2 separate regions of the Mus musculus genome follow, and region 1 is linked to region 2. A link is a contact called in public capture Hi-C data. All regions are on one chromosome and are shown on one strand. The core of a region is the stretch at or near the end of the contact, and the rest is flanking DNA. Distances in the headings are between cores, read along the strand shown.

Region 1 (4,561 bases), core at 618-3,117, 280 kb before region 2:
GAGAGTGGGAGTTGGCATAGAGATCACAATTTACTGGGTTCTGACCACCGAGGCTGAGGAACCCGTGTTTGTTTTAATGAGTTCCCTGTGTCATGTAGACATGTTCACGTCTGAGTGACTCCGGCTTTATTATACCAGTGGCTTCCTAGTTCACCCAGACAGTTCATGAAACTAAGGGATCTGCTAACTCCATTCACAAGTCATCAGGTTATCTCACGCAGGGAGCTTTATCACTTTTAAGGAATAAAGGAAGAGTTCACCAAGCTGGTGGCCTTTGGCCTAGGTTTTATTAATGGGTTGACTTTCCACAAAGAAGTTACTGTAAAGAAATGAAGAGAGAATGGAATGCTACCCCTTAGTGTAAATACTTTGTCTTACTGTAGCCCTTGTACATGACATTTATTTCTAGAGTGTCATTCTCACACAGTCTTAATGTTACAGAAGTCTGGTAGCTTCTAAAGCTTTGTTTAGTTAGATCTGTGCTTGTCCTATTAGGTTAGAGCTCTAGGCATCATTTTCTGTTTTGCAGAGAAAGCCAGATGTGGCAGGTTGATTTGTACACAGTCACATTTCAACACTTCCCAACCTCCATTTCCCAACCACTGCAATGAGGAATAGATAGCAGAGTCTGTTGTCTGGAATGCGAAGTTGATGGAGTAAGAACTCTGCTAGTAACTTGAGGCAGAAGACGCTGCTTAGTGAAGGGAAGGTGAATGGGCAGGAGAAGTATTTTCAGTGAAGACAGAAGGTGGCGTTTGGAGAAGTAGAAGTAGGATAAGCCGGGCGTGGTGGCACACGCCTTTAATCCCAGCACTCGGGAGGCAGAGGCAGGCGGATTTTTGAGTTCAAGGCCAGCCCGATCTACAAAGTGAGTTCCAGGACAGCCAGGGCTACACAGAGAAACCCTGTCTCGAAAAACCCAAAAAAAAAAAAAAAAAAAAGTAGGATAAAATGTCTCTGTTACACATTATTTTGCTTTGTTTAAAATTAAAAATTTCCCGTGTTTAAGTGTTTGTAAAACCTGCCTTACCTACATTGTGGGGCATTTGAATTTCAAATGAATACATGAAGGTGTATGAAAAATATAAGGATCAAACATAAAATTAAACTACCTAGCTCCTGAGATAGGTAGACGACAAACAGGGTATAGTAAATGAGTTATGCTGGTTTCGTGTCTGTTACCCCACGGATTCATATCAACATGGAGTTTCATCTTCAGAGTCTCTGAAGTCACTCCCTGCTACTCTTAGAAACACACTTCTTCCTGGCAATATTCATCTTCACATATGAATTCACATTACCTAAAGATGGCCTTTGGTTTCTGGTTTTGTTTTTTTTTTTTAATGGTTTAGCAAGTATTATGGTTTTAGTACAAACTCCATCTCTTAAAAATGGCACATCTGTATATTTAGAACTATTATTTTTGTGCTATAGGGCATACGTGGATTGTATATATTATTTTAATTCTGGACAAAATTGAAAAAGGAAAACTGAAAGTTGAATTAAGATAAATACTTTGTTATATTTTTAGAATAGGGCAAGATGTCTTTAACTTTTAAAAAAGGAAGCAACTCTGTATTTGACTGTTCTGTAATTTTCTGCCAGCGTGTTACAAGGATATGCTTATGCCTTCCGGTGTGTTCCCCAGCTCTCTTATCATTCTTCTAATTGTCCTTCTTTTTAATGTGAACAATCTGGGAGGCAGGGGTACGCACAGGCATAGAATCAAGAACACACATCATTGCTTGATGGCTAGAAAAGCAGTATTTTAAAGTGGTTGAAGGATTGTACTCTGTAGAGTAAGTGTGGATCCCAGCAGAGCTCGAGTGACCTCTTTGCTCATCCTCATGGTTCCTCCACTTCCCGTGTGGTGAGCAATAGGGCCACATTTTAGAATGCCCTGACATTCCTTTTGGCTTTCTCTTTGGAGTGCTGGTTTCTGTTTCTTTTCCTCTTTGTATCACATGTTTAGAGATTTGCTGTGAAACTGTGTCTGGGCTTCAGGGCCTGGGGACAGTTGGAATGTGGCAGCTACTTCCTGCTTGCACAACCAAGCTTCTAGAGCCTGATGAGGATTTTGAGGACCCCCTGAGTGGAATGGTGCATGGATTTGAGGACAGAGATGAAGAGTTTTTTGCTGTTGTTGTTTTGTGGTTTCAAGACAGGGTTTCTCTATATAGCCTGGCTGTACTGGAACTCACTCTGTAGATCAGGCCAGCGTTGAACTCAGACTTCCACCTGCCTCTGCCTCCCAAATTAAAGGTGTGTGCCACCCACCACACACAGCCAAGAAGTGAAGAATTTTTGCTCACAGCCTTCTTTATTCTGTTCCTTTGTGGTACCTCCTTACTGTCTCTGCATTTGGGTCCCCTGTGAGGGACAGCCGGGCCATGCTGGGAATGTATGTTCAGAGCTTCAGCCTTTAGCACCAGAAGCCCAAGGCAGATTTCGAGATCCCTCCTTCCTGCTCAGTTTCAGTCTGCCCCTATCTTGAAAAGATCTTTATCTTTTGAATCTACCCTTTTACTTCTTCAGAGCTCACAACCAGTCCAAAGAGCCAGATGGCAAAGGATGCCATTTCTTTCATTGTCTTGTTTCCTGATCCCCACTCCACCCCTAGCTTCCTGTTGAACTAGCACTTTGAACTCCAAGGCAAAATGCTGTAGATGTGGAGTACATAGGCTTGAACCCAGGACCTGCTGAATACTAGCTAAGTACTTTACCTTTGAGTTCTAGCTGTTGTCTCCAATGGGAAATTCTTTTTTTCTTTTTTGTTTTGTTTTCGGGACAGGGTTTCTCTGTATAGCCCTGGCTGTCCTGGAACTCACTCTGTAGACCAGGCTGGCCTCGAACTCAGAAATCCGCCTGCCTCTGTCTCCCAAGTGCTGGGATTAAAGGTGTGCACCACCACTGCCCGGCGATTATTTCTGATCTTTTGTGCTGAAAAGAATAACCTTGAATTGAAGTTACCTTGCCCCCTGTGTGACTGTCTTCTTGGGTCTATCTCCAGAACTGGAATTGCTAGGTAGAAAGTTATAGGCATTATCATTTGAATGTTATCACCCTTTTTTTTTTTTACTTAATAACTGCAGGGGTTATTTGTTGTTGCCATTGTGTGTTCTTAGTCCTTGGTGTGTACTCTGGGCTTGTCTTTTTGGTGAACTAGCTTTGTGAGCATCTGATTGTATTTGATGACTGTTCCAGTAATGCCCTTGCAACAGAAAATAAGCAGGGGGTGAGAGAAAAAAGGAGATGGTTTTCTCTCACAATATAGGAGAGATACATATCTCCTCCAGCCTCTTTGAGCCTTAGAACTAAACTAACATGTTACTGAGAGAAAAGCACACACATTTTATTTGGTGATTTTTTTCCCCAATGGGAGCGCTCCCAAGAAAAAACGAGGGCCCCAAGAAGCAGTTAGAACCAAAAGCTGTCTTAGACAAATAAAAAGCTTTCAATCAAGGCAGCTAATCTTGGAAGAGTGACTAAGCAGATAAGGTTAGTTGAACAGGGTTTGTTTGTGTAGATTGCTTCCATCCTGGACTCCCGATAAGAATGTCTTCCTTCCTCTGGTATGGGGGCAGGGGTACCTTTCTCATGGGAGTTCTATCTCCTGCTCTTATGAAAGTGCCCTTCTTAAAGTGCTGCCTTCAGAGTGCTTTTAACTAAAATAATTAACATGAAAAATCAGTATGTTTAGCATGCTGTAAGTCATGGTGCTGTTTTTCTTGAGCGGGAACAATACGAATAATGTTCTGCCGTGAGACAAATCACAGTCTGAGTTAAGCTCACTGGTCAGCACTGGCAGGCACTTAGTGTCTGTAGAATTGAGTGACTGTGGTTACCTGCCTGTAGTGACTCAGAGAAAGCATGCCTTGAACGCATGAGAAATTACAAAGTTTGTTGATGAATGTAGATCTTGTTTCTATTAAAAACACTGATATATAGGTACAGTCTCAAAATTGCAGATACTGTGTAGGTTAATCAGTGTGCATGCATCAGAGTGCAGCAGTAGTGATGTATGCCTTTAATCCTAGCACTTGAGAGGCAGAGTTCAAGACTAGCCTGGTCTACAGAGTGAGTTCCAGGACAGCCAGGGTTACACAGAGAAACCCTGTCTCAAAGAACCCAAAAAATAAAAAGAAAACAAACAAGCAAGCCAGTGTACAACCACAGGATTGACTCAACTATACCCTCAAAGAACAAAATTGACAATTTAGGAGCCCGGGGAGATGGCTCAGTTGGTAAAGTGCTTACCGCATAAGCCTGAGGATCTGAATTTGATTCCCAGCATGCACATTGAAAATCCAGGAATGGTGGTGCACATCTAATTCCAGCATTGGGAAGGTTGAGGCAGACTATCCCTAGGGTTTGCTGACTGGCTGAATCAATGAGATCAAGATTCAGTGAGAGACTGCCTCAAAAAATGATAAGGCCCAGAGTGATTGTGCAAGACACCCAAAGCCAGTATCTGGCCTCTACTGGCATCTGTACACACGTGTGCACACGAAAATATTTGTGACAATTTAGTTCGAAGGGAACTACCTTTGGTGGGTACAGA
Region 2 (4,775 bases), core at 229-2,728:
AGGCCAAACCCCTTGAAACTGGGTCAATCCTGACCACCAAAGAAAAAAGTCAATGGTGGAGAGAGGAAGAAAATGGCAAAATTCTGAATGAATACTCCAACTGTGGTGGTGCACACCTTTAACCCCAGCAAATCGGAAGGCAAAAGCAGGCAGATCTCTGAGTTTGAGGCCAGCCTGGCCTAAAGTATGCTTCAGGACAGCCAGGGCTATACAGAGAAACCCTGGAGAGAGAGGGGGGGGGGGCAGGCTGATGTCAGAGAGGAATCCCTATTGATGATTTCACCCCTGGATCCACTACTGACATTTTTAGACAAGCATAGTCACTCTAGTCAATACTGGTTACATATATAACTAATCAATGCAAAGGTTTTTTTTTTTTTTCTCAATCAAGAACCACAAAACAAACATGTTGTGTTCTACATTCTAGAATAAGGTGGCTCAGTGGATAAAAGCACTTGCTGCCAAGCCCGATGACCTGAGTTTGACCCCTGGAACCCACACAGTGGGAAGAAAAGAACTGACTTCTGTAAATTGTTCTCTGACCTCTACCATCAATCTGTGGCGTGCAAGTGCCTCCCCCCCACACACACAATAAATAAATGTAAAGGGAGTAGGGGTACAGCTCAGCGACACAATACGTGCTTAGCATAAGTGAAGCCTTAGGTGTGAGGCCCAGGAAAGGAAAGGAAAGGAAAGGAAAGGAAAGGAAAGGAAAGGAAAGGAAAGGAAAAACAAAAAACCCAACCAACCAACAAGCAAAACCAGACGTTTAGAAGATTGGGACTGGGGGTGCTCAACCGACAGTGCTTGCCTAGTGCACTCAAAACCCTGGATTGGATCTCAGTATCAAATAAAACCAGGCTTGGCTCTGACACATTGATCATCCTCATACTTAAGAGATAGAGGTAGAAGAACAGAAGTTTAAGGCCAGCCTGGGCCATGAAGCAAGATCCTGTTTCAAAATATAGAAAATAAAGTGTTGTTGTTGTTGTTGTTTCAAGATAATTATGCCTCTAAAAGGAAGCCCGTAGAATCTTTCCCATGATACTGGGCCAGTAATTAAGAGCTTGTTTTCCCAGGACTGTGTCACCTTTGGTGGCTGGTGGGTAGGGGTGAGGCCTGAACTTAGGAGGAAGAAAAAAAAATCCACTCTGAGTCACCTTGATGGAATAGGTGCAGTCAGGAAGCTTGAGGGTGGGGTTCCAGAGCCTTCCTTGGTTCAAAGCAAAGGGAAGACAGGGAAAATGCCCAGACCAGGACAGAAGCCACTTAACGGCAAAGTTTTCTAACCAGGGGACATGAAACAGTTAAAGAAAAAAAACCAAGACAGCTGAGGCCAAGGGGCTGTGTAATAGTCACACACAGGAAGTGTCACAGGGTTCGTCTGTCTGTGCCACGCAAGAAGGGAGACTGGTTTCAGCTGGGCTGCAGCCTGCAAGCTGTTCTTCCTACCAGAAAGCCAGGAGCCAGGGAACCTCCCAGGGCCGCCCATGACTCATTCCCAGGCAGCTGAGGCAGGCCAGAAACAGAGGCACAGCTGTGTTCTGCTCACACCCTGCATCTTCCATGTCCTGCGTCTTCATGGGAAGGAACAAGGTCTCCTCAGAAAGAGAGACCGAGTTAACCAGGAATCGCTAGTCTAGGCAAACACGAGGCATGTGTAGAAAACTAGAGAAAAAATACAAGTGAATCTCAAGCAAAGAAATCTTCATGGATACATTGAGTTTTGAGGAACTCGCCCAGAGTCGTCTGTGTTGGGAGAGCAAGGACTCAACTCAGGAACAGATAGAGACCGGGCATTACTTATTTTATTTTTAAATTACTTTTATTTATTTGAATCAAGCATAGCATCTTTCTTTCTTTCTTTCTTTCTTTCTTTCTTTCTTTCTTTCTTTCTTTCTTCTTCTTCTTCTTCTTCTTCTTCTTCTTCTTCTTCTTCTTCTTCTTCTTCTCTTCCTCCTCCTCTTCCTCCTTCTTCTCCTTCTATTTAACTTTTTATTGATTCTTTGTGAATTTTGGATCATGTACCCTGTGATGGTTTGTATATTCTTGGACCAGGGAGTGGCACCATTTGGAGGTGTGGCCTTGTTGGAATAGGTGTGGCCTGGTTGGAGTAGGTGTGTCACCATGGGTGTGGGTTTAAGACTCTCACCCCAGTTGCCTAGAAGTCAGTCTTCCACTAGCAGCCTTTGGATGAAGACATAGAACTCTCAGCTCTGCCTGTGCCATGCCTGCCTGGATACTGCCATGCTCCCACCTTGATGATAATGGACTGAACCTCTGAACCTGTAAGCCAGCCCCAATTAAATGTTTTTTTATAAGACTTGCCTTGATCATGGTGTCTGTTCACAGCAGTAAAACCGTAACTAAGACATACCCCAATCCCATTCATCAATCTGTCCCTTCATACGCACCCTTCCCCCTTGCAACCTGCCTCCCCAAAGGAAAAAAAAAATCTCGTTGTGGAAGCTGTAGTGTGTCACAGTGTGTCCCGCAGTATACCCTCTTGTCCACACTTCTTCATTTGCAAATGTTCATTGCAGTGACTCATTGATCTGATTTGAAGCCCCTGGCTTCTGCTACCCCATCAATATTGGTTCCTCACTGGGACTCCTCTCAGATATGTTGTTGCCCTGTGTCATAGAGATCTTGCAGCTTTGAATCTGTAGGACTGGCTCTTTGACATGCTCCAGCAGTTCATAGATGGGGTAGATGTTGGGGTGGGCCAACTCAAAGCCCTGGATCTGGGCCTAAGTAGTAGCTGAACTAGTCAACCGGCCAGCCTCTCACACCCACACAACCAGGGCAAGCTCTTCAGCACTGCCAGGGCTAGCTCACCCAATGCCACAGCTAGCAATGAACAGAGAATGGCTCACTTTAATCTCAGCACTTGGGAGGCAGAGACTGGTGGATCTTTGCCAGTTTGGGGCCAGCTGGGCTACATTGTAACCCCTATTTCCAAAACAAAACATGTGATTATTTATTTATTTATTTATTTATTCATCCATTCTCTCATTGGTAGGGTGGGGTGTTGCATACTTACTGCAAAGTGCATGCATGTGGAAGTCAGAGGCTCTCAGTTGTCTCCTACTACGTGGGGCTTCAGGGTGGAACTCAGGTCATCAGGGTTGGTAACAAACATCTTTATCCACCGAGTCATCTGACCAGCACAGACTTTTCTCTTTCACTGTGTGAAAGCGACTCCTGCAGAACAAATTGAAAATGGCATTCAGAAAACATAGACCTTTAGCCAGGCAGTGATGTCCTGCATCTATCCTGGTCCTCTCAGCATGGAAGCAGGAGGATCAGGAGTTTGAGACCATCCAAAACTGGCTGCTATGTTCAAGACCAGCCTGTGTTATGTGAGTCCCTGTCTCAAAAGAAAGAAAAGGAAAGAACGACAACAACAACAACAATAACATTTGCCGGTGTGCATATACTACTATAATCTACAAATTGGGACAAATCTGCAGTTAGTGCTACACTCAGGGTTAAAGTCCTAAAGGAGTCTTAACAAATCAAAAAAGCCACACAGAGGTCAAGAGGAATTTTGGCAGAGGTTACTCAACTGACTGTTTCCAACGGAAGTTCTGTGCTAGCCACTAAGCATGTGAGAACGATCAGGCTCCCCAAGAAAGCCACACTCAGCAGCAGCCAGGCTCTTCAAATCTTGCTCAACATGACATACCAAAGCCATTGTTTAAACACAACTTTGACATATCATTTTTTTTCCACCTAACAACTTGACAGACTTTAAAAAAAAAAAAAAGAGTTATTTTACATTCACTAATTTGAGGAGATGCACACATGGAGGTCAGACAACTTGTGGTAGTCAGCTCTCTTTCCACGATACGGGCTTCAGGGGATCAAACTCATGTCCTCCAGCTTGCTGGCAAAGGCAAATTACCTTTATTCACAAGCCATTTCACAGCCGATTTGGCAAGTGTTTAAATGTTAGTGCCTTGGCTTTAGTTTGAGTAAGGTGACTGTCTTTTTTTAGAGGGACAGCCAGGACATAATTGTATTAGACAAAAACTCTATATGTAATCTATAAAAATTATATATGTTATTGCTAAATATAAAACATGAAAAATATGGTTATTTTGTGTCTTTTATTCTATTATTTATTTTCTGTTACATACATAGTGCTGATAAACAAAGTCACATACATCTATTTGACAGAGGCAATTAATAAGGCAAGTCATTTTAATATAGCATGTAGATCTGGGGATCATCTGCCTACATACAATCACAGCAATTGGGAGAGGGGTATAAAGGCAGGGGGCTACAAGTTCAAGTCCAGACGTGGACTATACAATGAGTTCTAGGCCAGCCTGAACCACATAGTGAGACTTAAGAAAACATAACATAGACTGGTTATCATAGCACTTGCCTTTAATCCCAGCACTCAGGAGGCAGAGGCAGGCCAGTTTCTGAGTTCGAGGCCAGTCTGGTCTACAAAGTGAGTTCCAGGATAGCCAGGTCTATACAGAGAAACCCTGTCTCGAAAAACACCAAAAAAAAAAAAAAATTACTTTCAGAATTATTTGCTTTACTTTATGTGTATGAGTATTTGGGCTACATGCATGTCTGTGTACCACATGCATGCTTGATGCCCTCAGAGGTCAGAAGTAGTCACCATATCCCCTGGAACTGGGACATGCTATGCCACACCCACAAGTGCTTGAGAGAACTACTTTGGACTGAGAAATGAACTCAGGTCCTCTGCAAGAACACAGTGTTGAGCCATCTCTCTAGCCCATATATGTATTATA

The links. Capture Hi-C pulls out chosen DNA fragments and counts their contacts.
Region 1: a contact with region 2 is called in a capture Hi-C map of bone marrow-derived macrophages, with 6 times the contacts expected there. The contact joins two enhancer-like sites. A contact is called at or near these places in 2 of 39 promoter capture datasets (the C10 cell line and the HPC-7 cell line), 1 of 15 datasets of contacts at CTCF or cohesin (large pre-B cells), 2 of 484 Hi-C or Micro-C datasets (cerebral cortex and nephron progenitors) and 3 of 9 other capture datasets (adipose tissue, bone marrow-derived macrophages and liver).

Annotation. Positions count from the first base shown.
Region 1 is chr14:64,913,422-64,917,982 of GRCm38.p6, reverse strand. All of the region lies in intron 1 of Hmbox1 (homeobox containing 1), which reads left to right. Among named protein-coding and RNA genes, the nearest start is that of Hmbox1, 34 kb to the left of the region's middle. Within about 2 kb of position 1,867, at least 92 of the 459 cell types and tissues checked have an H3K27ac peak or open chromatin away from gene starts, as enhancers often do. A contact at or near this core is called in adipose tissue, bone marrow-derived macrophages and liver, where this site is marked.
Region 2 is chr14:64,636,429-64,641,203 of GRCm38.p6, reverse strand. Gm36924 (a long non-coding RNA gene) reads right to left here. Exons shown (of 3, transcript XR_383509.2): 3 at 3,019-3,204. Among named protein-coding and RNA genes, the nearest start is that of Kif13b, 14 kb to the left of the region's middle. Within about 2 kb of position 1,478, at least 206 of the 459 cell types and tissues checked have an H3K27ac peak or open chromatin away from gene starts, as enhancers often do. A contact at or near this core is called in adipose tissue, bone marrow-derived macrophages and liver, where this site is marked.